Linked DNA regions of Hordeum vulgare: region 2 is linked to region 1. A link is a contact called in public Hi-C data. All regions are on one chromosome and are shown on one strand. Each heading gives the region's core, a stretch centred on a gene start, on an enhancer-like site or on the middle of the called end of the contact. The rest is flanking DNA. Distances are from core to core; before and after follow the strand shown. Region 1 holds the start of LOC123448734 (probable galacturonosyltransferase 7). Region 2 holds the start of LOC123448735 (protein PHOSPHATE STARVATION RESPONSE 1-like).

The links. A called contact is a pair of places that touch in the nucleus more often than the background predicts.
Region 2: a Hi-C map of leaf shows a contact between it and region 1, with 5 times the contacts expected there. The contact joins the promoter of LOC123448735 here to the promoter of LOC123448734 in region 1. A contact is called at or near these places in 3 of 6 Hi-C or Micro-C datasets (leaf and seedling).

The regions. Positions count from the first base shown.
Region 1 is chr4H:401,086,615-401,091,932 of MorexV3_pseudomolecules_assembly, forward strand. LOC123448734 (probable galacturonosyltransferase 7) reads left to right here and starts at 1,602. Exons shown (of 9, transcript XM_045125724.1): 1 at 1,602-2,088; 2 at 2,294-2,322; 3 at 2,457-2,561; 4 at 3,396-3,483; 5 at 4,092-4,159; 6 at 4,452-4,741; 7 at 5,026-5,318. The coding sequence starts at 1,971.
Region 2 is chr4H:401,349,105-401,354,016 of MorexV3_pseudomolecules_assembly, forward strand. It overlaps LOC123448735 (protein PHOSPHATE STARVATION RESPONSE 1-like), which reads right to left and starts at 2,187. Exons shown (of 8, transcript XM_045125725.1): 1 at 2,093-2,187; 2 at 2-628. The coding sequence starts at 2,170.

The sequences.
Region 1 (5,318 bases), core at 352-2,851:
TTGAAACCAACGAATGGACTTCAAGAAGTGCCTATGGACAAATCCTTCGAGTATAACTTAAGGCAACCATTAGTCCATATGAATTGTCATCAATTACCAAAACCACATATGAAGAAATATGCTCTAACACCTATTCACCCCACTAGTCAACCATATCGACCCTTTCAGTTACTACTAGAAAGCTATATATTTAATTTAGCCAACATTTACTGTCAAACAGAATTAGATGCATGAGAAGAGAGATGTTCAATGGAAATGGAGCAAGTTAGCTAGCTAGCTATATGAAAAGATAGATGCATAAGAAGCTAGCTCCACTGCCAAACAGAATTGAATAATGAGATTGGAGAATTTTATTACTTATTGTTTAACAAATTAAACTACGATCGACTTCTTAAGTAATGAGAAACTACAAACAAAATTTTCCTCCTTAGTTGTTTAACAAAAATTTATATTGTATTGTAATCTAAGTGTGGTGAATTAAATAATGAATGCATAGAAGATACTACTAGCAGACTAGGCTAGATGACACATATAAACTTTTAGAGAAGTGAGCCATCTCTTCCACAGGACATTCACTAAAACTAAACTATGTATATATGGCACCAAGCAAGATGTCCTGAAAATCACAATCCACTAAGCTTAACTCATGACTAAGAGTGGACGACTGAAAATTACAAAAGAAACATCATCATACAATACAGAGCAACAATTGAGTGAGATGGTTTTCAGATGTTTCTCATGCACGCATCTAAACAACCACCACCTTAGACTAGGAAGTGAGGTGGTTCTACCAACAATTGGTCAAGAGCACAACCTACCAATAGGGATGGATGGGTTAATCATACATAATCTACTAGCTCAACGACAATAACTAGACGAGTTAAGTTTCACACCAAACCAAAGTACTGGTGCTCCTGTGATGAACGCATCGAACTGCTGCAAAAGGATGTAGTGGTGGAGAAGAGGGGATGAATCACCTCGGGAAGAATCAGCGGAGGGGGACGTCGACGCTCTGGCGGCAACGGGGCGTTCAAGATCCGACGGAGAGGCACCTCCTCTCGTTGGCAACGACGGGGCTCCTTCTCTCGGTGGCGACGACGGGGCTTCTCCTCTCGGCGTGGCGGCGGCGGGATATTGAAGACCCGACGGGTGGGCTCGTCTTCTCGGTGACGATGTGACGACACTTTGTCTCATGCGTCTCGCCCTTTTCGTTTCGCGCAGGTGCCCTCGAGGCTCGCGAGCCGTATGGATAGGAGATGAACGAAAGGGGTCGAAGGGATTGGGCTGCACAAACCCTGCAAAACAAACAGGAACGAGGATTAGTGAAGTTTCTGGGCCCGATGGGGTTAATCCTCGAGAAGCCGTGTCGATCTGCTCGTACCAAACAGGCCTAAGAAAAGTTTTAACAGGATTAGCAAAGTTTGTGGATCCGATGAGGGTTAATCCTTGAGAAAACCCTCTCGATCCGCTGGTACCAAACGGGCCTAAGGGAAGTTTTAACAAACAGCACAGCAAATCGAAGTAACTCCAAAAAAAATCTCTCCAAGGCAGAAAACCCAAATAAAAGGAAAAGGTTGAAAACGAGACGCAGCCGAGGCAAAAGGGCACGCCATTATTCCTTGACACCCCTCGCACACTTCTCCTCTTGCCCTCCAAACAAACAATCCTCTTTCTCTTTCTCTTTCTCCCTGCGACGTCCTCCGCTCCCTCCCCTGTCTTCTCGCGCACACTAACCAATCCGAGCGTCCGGCGCCGCGACTCGCAAATCGCCACGCACCGATCGCGCCGGCGCCATTGGGGTCCCCGTGCCATTGCCCCAATCGGGAGGCATTCATCTGCGCGGCGCTTCCCTGCCCCTGCCCCTGCCCCTGCCCCGTCGCGGCGGTGGCGGTGGTGGTATGATCAGTAGAGGACCACGCGGCGGCGACGGCGGCGGTGGAGATTAGGGTCTTGGGAAGGGGGAGGAGGTTATGAAGGCGACGGCGCCGCCGGCGAAGAGGCGGAGGGGCCCGCGACTGGCCGTGCTGGCGCTCGTCTTCTGCTCGCTGCTCGTACCGATCGCCTTCCTTTTCAACCGCTTCCCCGCCGGTGAGTGCTTCCCGTCCCTCTTGTTCCCGCCCGGATTTCGGTAATGCGGGTGGCGCCGCGGCTTCCTCGATCGGATCGGCGCCATTCCCGGCGGATCTGTTCCGGGAGTGTTGTTTCGTTAATTGTCGTTTAGTGCGGGATTTTGGTGTTTTTTGTCCTTCTTATTTGAGACCAATTTTCTGATTGGTTTCGTTGTTTGTTGCAGTGTATGTGACGGATGAGCGCCCCCAACAGGTAACTTTCTCTTTTGTTTTTTCTAACAAAATTATATGCGTGAGTGTTGATGGATTGTCTTTTATGAAAATGGTGATGGGTTGGAATAATATGACTGATTCGTGCTACCACGCGTTCATTTGTGCTGGATTTAGGAGGTTAATTTGCTGCCTTCATTCGATCGCTTAGGAGTGGAAAGAGACAGTGTACATGAAGTGACGCGGCAGGGTGGTAGAGATGTGGTGAACCCAAAGACACAGGTTAGTCACTTTACATTTTTTTCTTATGTACTGATAGTGATGAGCTCGTATAACCGCACCTAGATTGTTAGCTTGGTGGATGTTGACATGATCATTCCACGGAACGCTGTGTGTATTTTGTTCTGACACTTCTAGTGTTTGGTTTTAGCCACTGTTTGTTCTCCGCTTTTAATGTCATGAAACTTAATACTAGTGATACCTACAAACTAAAAGATACAGTACACCATAAGCTTTGAGGTTACCAGCTGGAGTAGCGTTACCCCCCCAAATACTAGCTAGTTTAGGCCCATGCTAGAAAGATTATTCATATCAATTTCTAGGTTTGCAAGCTATGCTAGAAAGGAAATTGTGCATAAGCTCTTACATGAAAAAATCAAAGAAAATTTTATTGACTGATTGTATCCCTGAAGTATATGGGGTTACTTGAAGCAGACCAAATCGAGTTGGACAGTGTGGTTTTATTGTCAGCTTAAAGAAAACTTGGTGCACTTCTCACCATTGTCTTCTTCTGTGCCACCTCTCTTGGACCGAATAGGACAATATGAAGAATGCATACAGAAATAATCCAAGCCACCAATTCAAACAGCTAGAAACCACCCCATAGGGACGCCAAACAAAGTGATATATTGAAGTAGTACTAGTATATTTTATCTCTCCACCCTAGTCTCTTTATTCATGATTATGAACTATGAAGGCTGTGAAAAGTATATGCTATAGAATCAGTAAATAAATTCTGTTACATGAATTATTTTTGTATAGATTACTAGTGAGTGCTGTTACAGCTTTGGGTAATTTGAATCCTTGATTTGTTATCCTTTACTCTTTTTTTTTCAGGATGTGCACGGAGAGAATTCCAAGGGCAATATAGCATTGCATCGCCAAATTGACGCTGAACCTTCCGAAGTTATCACTGAACCAATAGGTAAAGGTTAGTAGTGGCTGCAACATTATTACATAAAGTTTAATTGAATATATGAGAATGCCACAATCAATTATGCACCAAATTCCATTCATGTAAGTGAACTTTTGGATATATTTCATTTCGAAATGTTGCAGGAAAAAATTGTATAATTTTGTAGGAAACCAGTTACCTGGACACTGAAAAATAGTTGGCCTTTTACTCAATTTGCTTCAGTACCTCACCATCTTTGCTGTTACTTATTTCAAGTACAATAATGTGTTGTACAGTGCACACCTTTTTGCCCCTATATGTTAAAATAAACTATTAATACATACTCCCTCCGTTCTTGAATATAAAGACATCATTAGAGTATAGATTCACTCATTTTGCTCCGTATGTAGTCCCTAGTGGAATCTCTAAAAAGACTTATATTTAGGAACGGAGGGAGTATTTCTGAACAAATGCTGGTGTCTTTATCTAGGATGTTATGATAATTAACAATATATTATTTTTTTCTATGGTCAAGCAATGTATGCGTTTGTAGCGCATCTTCTCTACCTGATTTTCTTCTCATGATTTACTCACGTTTCAGTTGGTCATGCTGACCCACTAATTGGCACTGTATGCAGTTCTCCCCCCACCAAAAATTGAACAAGTGAAGCCAGTGCCAGTGCCAGTTCCAGTTCCACCCAGAAAAGTATGATGGCTCCTATTTTGCTGTTTCTCTTTGTACACGAGTTGTGCTTTACCTTCTGAAGCATAACTTAATTTTCCCATTAATAAATACTCCCTCCGTCCGGAAGTACTTGTCGTAGGAATGGATGTATCTAGATGTATTTTAGTTCTAGATACATCCATTTGCATCCATTTTTGTGACAAGTAATTCCGGACGGAGGGAGTATAATTACTTTCCCTTACTTGAGCCCAAGCTGTAAATTTGTTACTCTTTAAGAGAAGTACTGATGATTTAGAGAATATATTGATTCCAGGATTTCGACAGGAGACGTCCCAGAGTCCCAAGTGCTGATGAATTGGAGAAGGCTAAGGCTTGTCAACTTGAATTCGGGAGTTACTGTCTCTGGTCCATTGAACACAAAGAAGTTATGAAAGATGCCATTGTAAAAAAGCTAAAAGATCAGCTCTTTGTAGCTCGATCTTACTACCCGAGCATTGCCAAACTTAAAGGAAAGGAGGCACTGACTCGTGTTTTGAAGCAGAATATCCAAGAACATGAGAGGGTTCTAAGTGAATCCATTGTTGATGCTGATCTACCATCCTTGTGAGTATTTATTCTGCATGCTTGTTATTCTTCTTGCCACCTTTAGCATTTGATGTTTCATCTTGTATGTTGAAATTATGACGGCAGATCATTTATGCAGTGCATGGGGCTGAAAATCCAACTTTAGTGAATTCTACCTATGCTTTGTCACATCTTACATGTATATGTTTTCTTAGTGTTCACATTGAATTTATAATCGATATATTTGACTGGGAAAGTACTACCCAGTCACGACTGTGCATTTAATTGTTTGTTACTTACTAACACTTGACCTGTGCTTTCAGCATAAAAAAGAAGATAGAGAAGATGGACCTAGCAATAGCAAGAGCCAAATCATGCACTGTGGATTGTAACAACGTTGACAAAAAGCTTCGCCAGATACTTCATATGACGGACGATGAAGCTCATTTTCATATGAAGCAGAGTGCATACTTGTACAACCTTGGTGTTCACACGATGCCCAAAAGTCATCATTGTCTTAATATGAGGTTGACAGTAGAATATTTTAAATCAACTACATTGGATTCAGATGACTCTCCTGTCCATAAGTTTAAAATTCCAGATCATAGGCACTACG
Region 2 (4,912 bases), core at 937-3,436, 260 kb after region 1:
CCTTTGACTGGGGATCAGCAGCCGTTGCATCTAGAATATCTCTCCAATCATCATTCATTATGTCTGCCCACCATTCATTTTGTTTAGCAACCACATCAGATGTCACAGCAGGACCGCTATTCTGGATCTGACTACCAGAAGCAGGGATGTTATCCCTGTAGTCTGATAAACTATCAGCTGAACCTGGGAACCAAGTTGCCTCAGTGTGTCCTCCAGGGATATTATTAGATAAGGCCTGAAATACTTCGATATCTGATGACTGAGGAGCGAAAGGAGCAACCATAGACTGCCTCTCATGGTTAGGCACAGAATCAAGAGGATTAGCTGAGTATCCTAATGATGCTGAATATGATGATCTCATAGCACCAGCTCTTGGGTGCAAAGTAGCAGACGGAAATGCACTCTGATATAAGGGCACAAAATCACTCGTCAGTTGCCTTTGCATCGGAGTGAGCTGCGGATTATAAGGCCCATGGAAGGTTTCTTTCAGAGAATTTGGCAGAATAGGTAAAGAGGATGACATTCCTCCAGAAACCCTGCTGTTGTGACACTGTCTCAGATCACACCTCCTCATCAAGAATTGTGGATAAGCTTTGCTTCTTTCCCATAAATTGGTTTCGATATGTTCCTACAGAATAAACTTACCATGAATGTTAATCCATTAATCTACCACGGGTTAAGAAATGAAGAGTTAATACAGGGAACCTATGGTTACAGTGTACAAACTGTAACCAACGTAAACATAGGCAACTGTAGCTAATATACCAAGCATGCATTTCTGCATCCTGAAATCAACCATGAGTAAGCAACAATATAACTAGTGTGATGTGGACAATACTGGATGTGGATGTCACGAACAAAAAAACATAGAAATGGCAACATCATGAAACGTGTTAGCAAGAGTCATAAAGTTGCGTACTGGTGGCCAGCAACATATTAAATTATTAAATATATCAATTGTCCTTCTTCTTGTCTAAGCCATATTTTTTTTGTCTACTCCAATGACAGATCATATCTTATATCACAAGATAAATGATGAGAAGGAATACTAGGATCTCAATTAGTATTACCATTGTGACACTCAATAGAGCAGAAGCAGATTAAAGCACATTGCAACCTGAGAGGAGCGCTTCTTTTTTACCAGCTCTCAAATGCAAAGTCAATACTTCCTTTGAAGCTAGGAACCGCAGCATGTTTCTGCATAGCACACACCCATGCAGAATCCACTAGAGAACATGCTACCATGCGTATGTCCTAATGTGGGGCAACGACCATCTTTCTACCATCAATAACGCAACTTTTATTCACGCTCAGAAGCTTCATAATACAAGAACAAATGCCCTTTTTGAACAGAAAAAACAAAAGAAAATGGCAGCTTTTTATTCACTGTGCAATCTATGTGTGACACCATATTATATATAGTCAAACAGGGAAACACATCTTGGTACGCATGTGGCATGTGCTATTAACTCGCAGTATGACAGTCACGGTTTAAGCCCATACAGGAGGATCTGAATTAAACCCCAGGGGGCAGGCAACTGTAGGCAGAGGGGGGCAGGACAATCACAAGGGCACCTAATTCTCCCATAACACCTCCCAGCTCCCAACCCCACCAAATCCCCAATCATTTTCTGTACCGGCAACATCACGTACTTGCACAATTCACGACGCACGTGTGCCACCACCGCTCCTCGCGAAACTCACCTGGAACCCCGCACCCGCAAAGCATGTCGCGATCAGAACCCTAGAGAAACCCTGTGTGGCCGCCCCCCCCCCCCCCCCCCGCCCCCGCGCGCGCTCTCCTCCGCTCCTGTCCCATCGGTCCGATTCGCCCCCGCGGAGCCGATCGCGCCGACACGAGGAGCTAGGAAGCGACGGGCGAGCTAGACGGCATGGATTGGACCGGAAGAGAGGAGGGGGGATTCAGGAATTGGGGAGAGGAGGCGCGTCCGTACCTGGGTTGGGTTGTGAGGAAGCTGCTCGATCGGTGCGGCTTTTGGGGGAGGAGATGACAGGAAGGGGGAATTCTGGCTGGGGTGATGTGTCGCGACGGAGGGTGCGGGAATGGAGGAGAGAGAAGGAGAGGAGGAACCTGGTGCGCACAAGAGCAGGGAGGACGACGCCCACCAGTTGCCGGGGGGAGGCGCACCGCGCACCCCCACCGCACCATGGGCGCGGCTTTTTGCGGATAGGCCCCTTCGGCCGCCGTGCGGCCAACTTGGACGGCTACGATGGTGTGTGGCCCACTTGAGCGTGGTTGTACGGTTACCGCGGTTTCTTCTTGGCCCGGGCCTAGTTTAGCAACACACTTTTTTCCGAAAAACGTAGTAATCCCAGGTAATGGGCTGCGTTCCCTAAAAAAAAGATATTGGGCTGCGTCCAAAGCCAGGGAAAATAAATCCTAATCCTCATCTCAAAAAAAGGACTTTTCTTAAGTGCACCCCTCAAACGTACACAACATGATTACTATCTTTGGATTGTTTCACGTAATCACATCCAACAGCCAGGATTAATCTAATCTGATGCTATGATTGTACCTATCCAAATACAGGATTAATCTAATCTGATGCTATGATTGTACCTATCCAAATACGTGCTCCGTGGAAAATGCAATCCGCTCTTCTCATCATATCCTAGCAAATCAAATCGGACAACCCGCTCCTTCCTCGCCTTCCTTTCATGTCCATCGCACCCTCCCTAGCCCCCTAGCATTAGATCGCCGCCTCCATACACTACTCCCTCTCCGGAACGAGGAGCTTGAACTGGGCAAGAAGGTAGTCCACACCGGTGAGGAACCCAGGTCTAAGCGCATCCAGAGCTGACCCCTGTGTCAGCGACGATGTGGCTCCCCAACTGTGCGGTCACAATAGACGTCAGCGGCCAACCGTGCCGCCACATTCCCCCACCTCCGCCCCTGGGACTCCTGCAGTAGTGTCGCGCGTTGCGCCAAGCTCTCCATCCCTCACAAAGGGCGGACGTCGATGTGTTGATGACGTTGACGCGGTAAGCTCCTCCTCGATAGCTTATCTAAGAGAGGGGGCGGATTTGGGGGTATCGAATTCTGGGGAGCATGGGTTCGCTGCGCAAAGCACAACAGGTGGATGGAGCAGCAAGAGCGACGGGGCACGTGGCCCTAGGCTGGTGTGCAACGAGCTTTGTTGTACTTGCGCATGTTGTCTCGGGGGTGGGTGTTGGAAATATGCCCTAGAGGCAATGATAAAATAGTTATTATTATATTTCCTACTTCAACATAATCGTTTATTATCCATGCTATAATTGTATTGAATGAAAGCATAGATACATGTGTGGATATATAGACAAAACAATGTCCCTAGCAAGCCTTTAGTTGGCTAGCCAGTTGATCAAGGATGGTTAAGGTTTTCTGACCATACGCAAGTGTTGTCACTTGATAACTGGATTACATCATTAGGAGAATCATGTGATGGACTAGACCCAAACTATGAACGTGGCATGTGATCGTGTCTTTTTGTTGCTATTGTTTTCTGCGTGTCAAGTATTCATTTCTATGACCATGAGATCATGTATGTGACATCCTCGATTTAATCGTACGCTAATCATACACGCAAATGCGTACGATCAAACTCAAGGACTCACGGGAAGATATCACAACACAACTCTAGACACAAATAAAACAATACAAGCTTCACATTACAAGCCAGGGGCCTCGAGGGCTAGAATACGGAAGCTTGATAAACACACGAGTCAGCGGAAGAAATAATATCTGAGTACAGACATTAAACATGGGGTGCCTTAGAGAAGGCTAGCACAAAAGATACAACGATCGAACGAGGCGAGGCCTCCTGCCTGGGAACCTCTTAACTACTCCTGGTCTTCAGCGGCCTCCACGTAGTAGTAGGCACCGTCGGGGTAGCAGTCGTCGGCGGCGGGATACTCATCTCCTGGGCTCCATCATCTGGTTGCAGCAACGGATCAAGGGGGCAAAGGGGAAGCAAAGCAACGGTGAGTACTCATCCAAAGTACTCGCAAGACTTATATCAGAACTATGCTAAGTATGCATCAGTATCAAAGAAGGGGTTATATGTGGACTCACTGCAGCAATGCGAGAATAGAGAGAGAAAGGCCTAGTCCTATCAAAGACTAGCATCGTCAAGGGTCTTGCGGCAATAGACGAGAGTGGAACAAGGTAACACAAATATAATAGTCATATTGTTGCAGCAATATTAAAGTGAGGTCACGCCCAGAGGTCCTCCCTCGACTCCCTGCGAGGAAGCAATCACGGGGAAACTAATTCCAGTTAAGTAACAGTTGTGGTTGTATAAGATCAGGGCACAACTCCAAGTCGTCCTGTAACCGTGGACACGGCTATTCGAATAGATAAGTTCTTCCCTGCAGGGGTGCACAACATATTCCCCGACGCGCTCGATAACACTCTGGCCGGACACACTTTTCTGGGTCCTTCCCGACCTCGGAATATCGACACTTCGCAGCCCCACCTAAACTCAGCAGAGAGGCCAGCCCGTCGGTCTAACTCCTAAGAACAGAGGGTTCGTGAGCCCACTTGCCCTCCGCACTCCTGCATGATGTGTGGGCGACCGATGTCAGTCCTAGCACCCCTTAATACAAGAGCGATGCATCTCGGGACCACTCGGGCGCACGCCGCTCCATCACTGACGTCTGAAGAGCTTTGGCTGATACCGTGACGTCGAGTACCCATAATTCTACCACGCAAACAGTTAGTGCGTAATAAGGCCTTCCGACCAACCCAGATCAAATACCCAAATCCATTATCATTTTAATTAAGTCATCGACACAACCATGCAGGAAATCCACCCGCCTAACATATATTCATCAAAGATCCCAGTAACATGGTCAAGTAACTGTGTGGTTGGAACATCAGGGGGAATCCGAGGTATCACCCTCGTTGGATTCC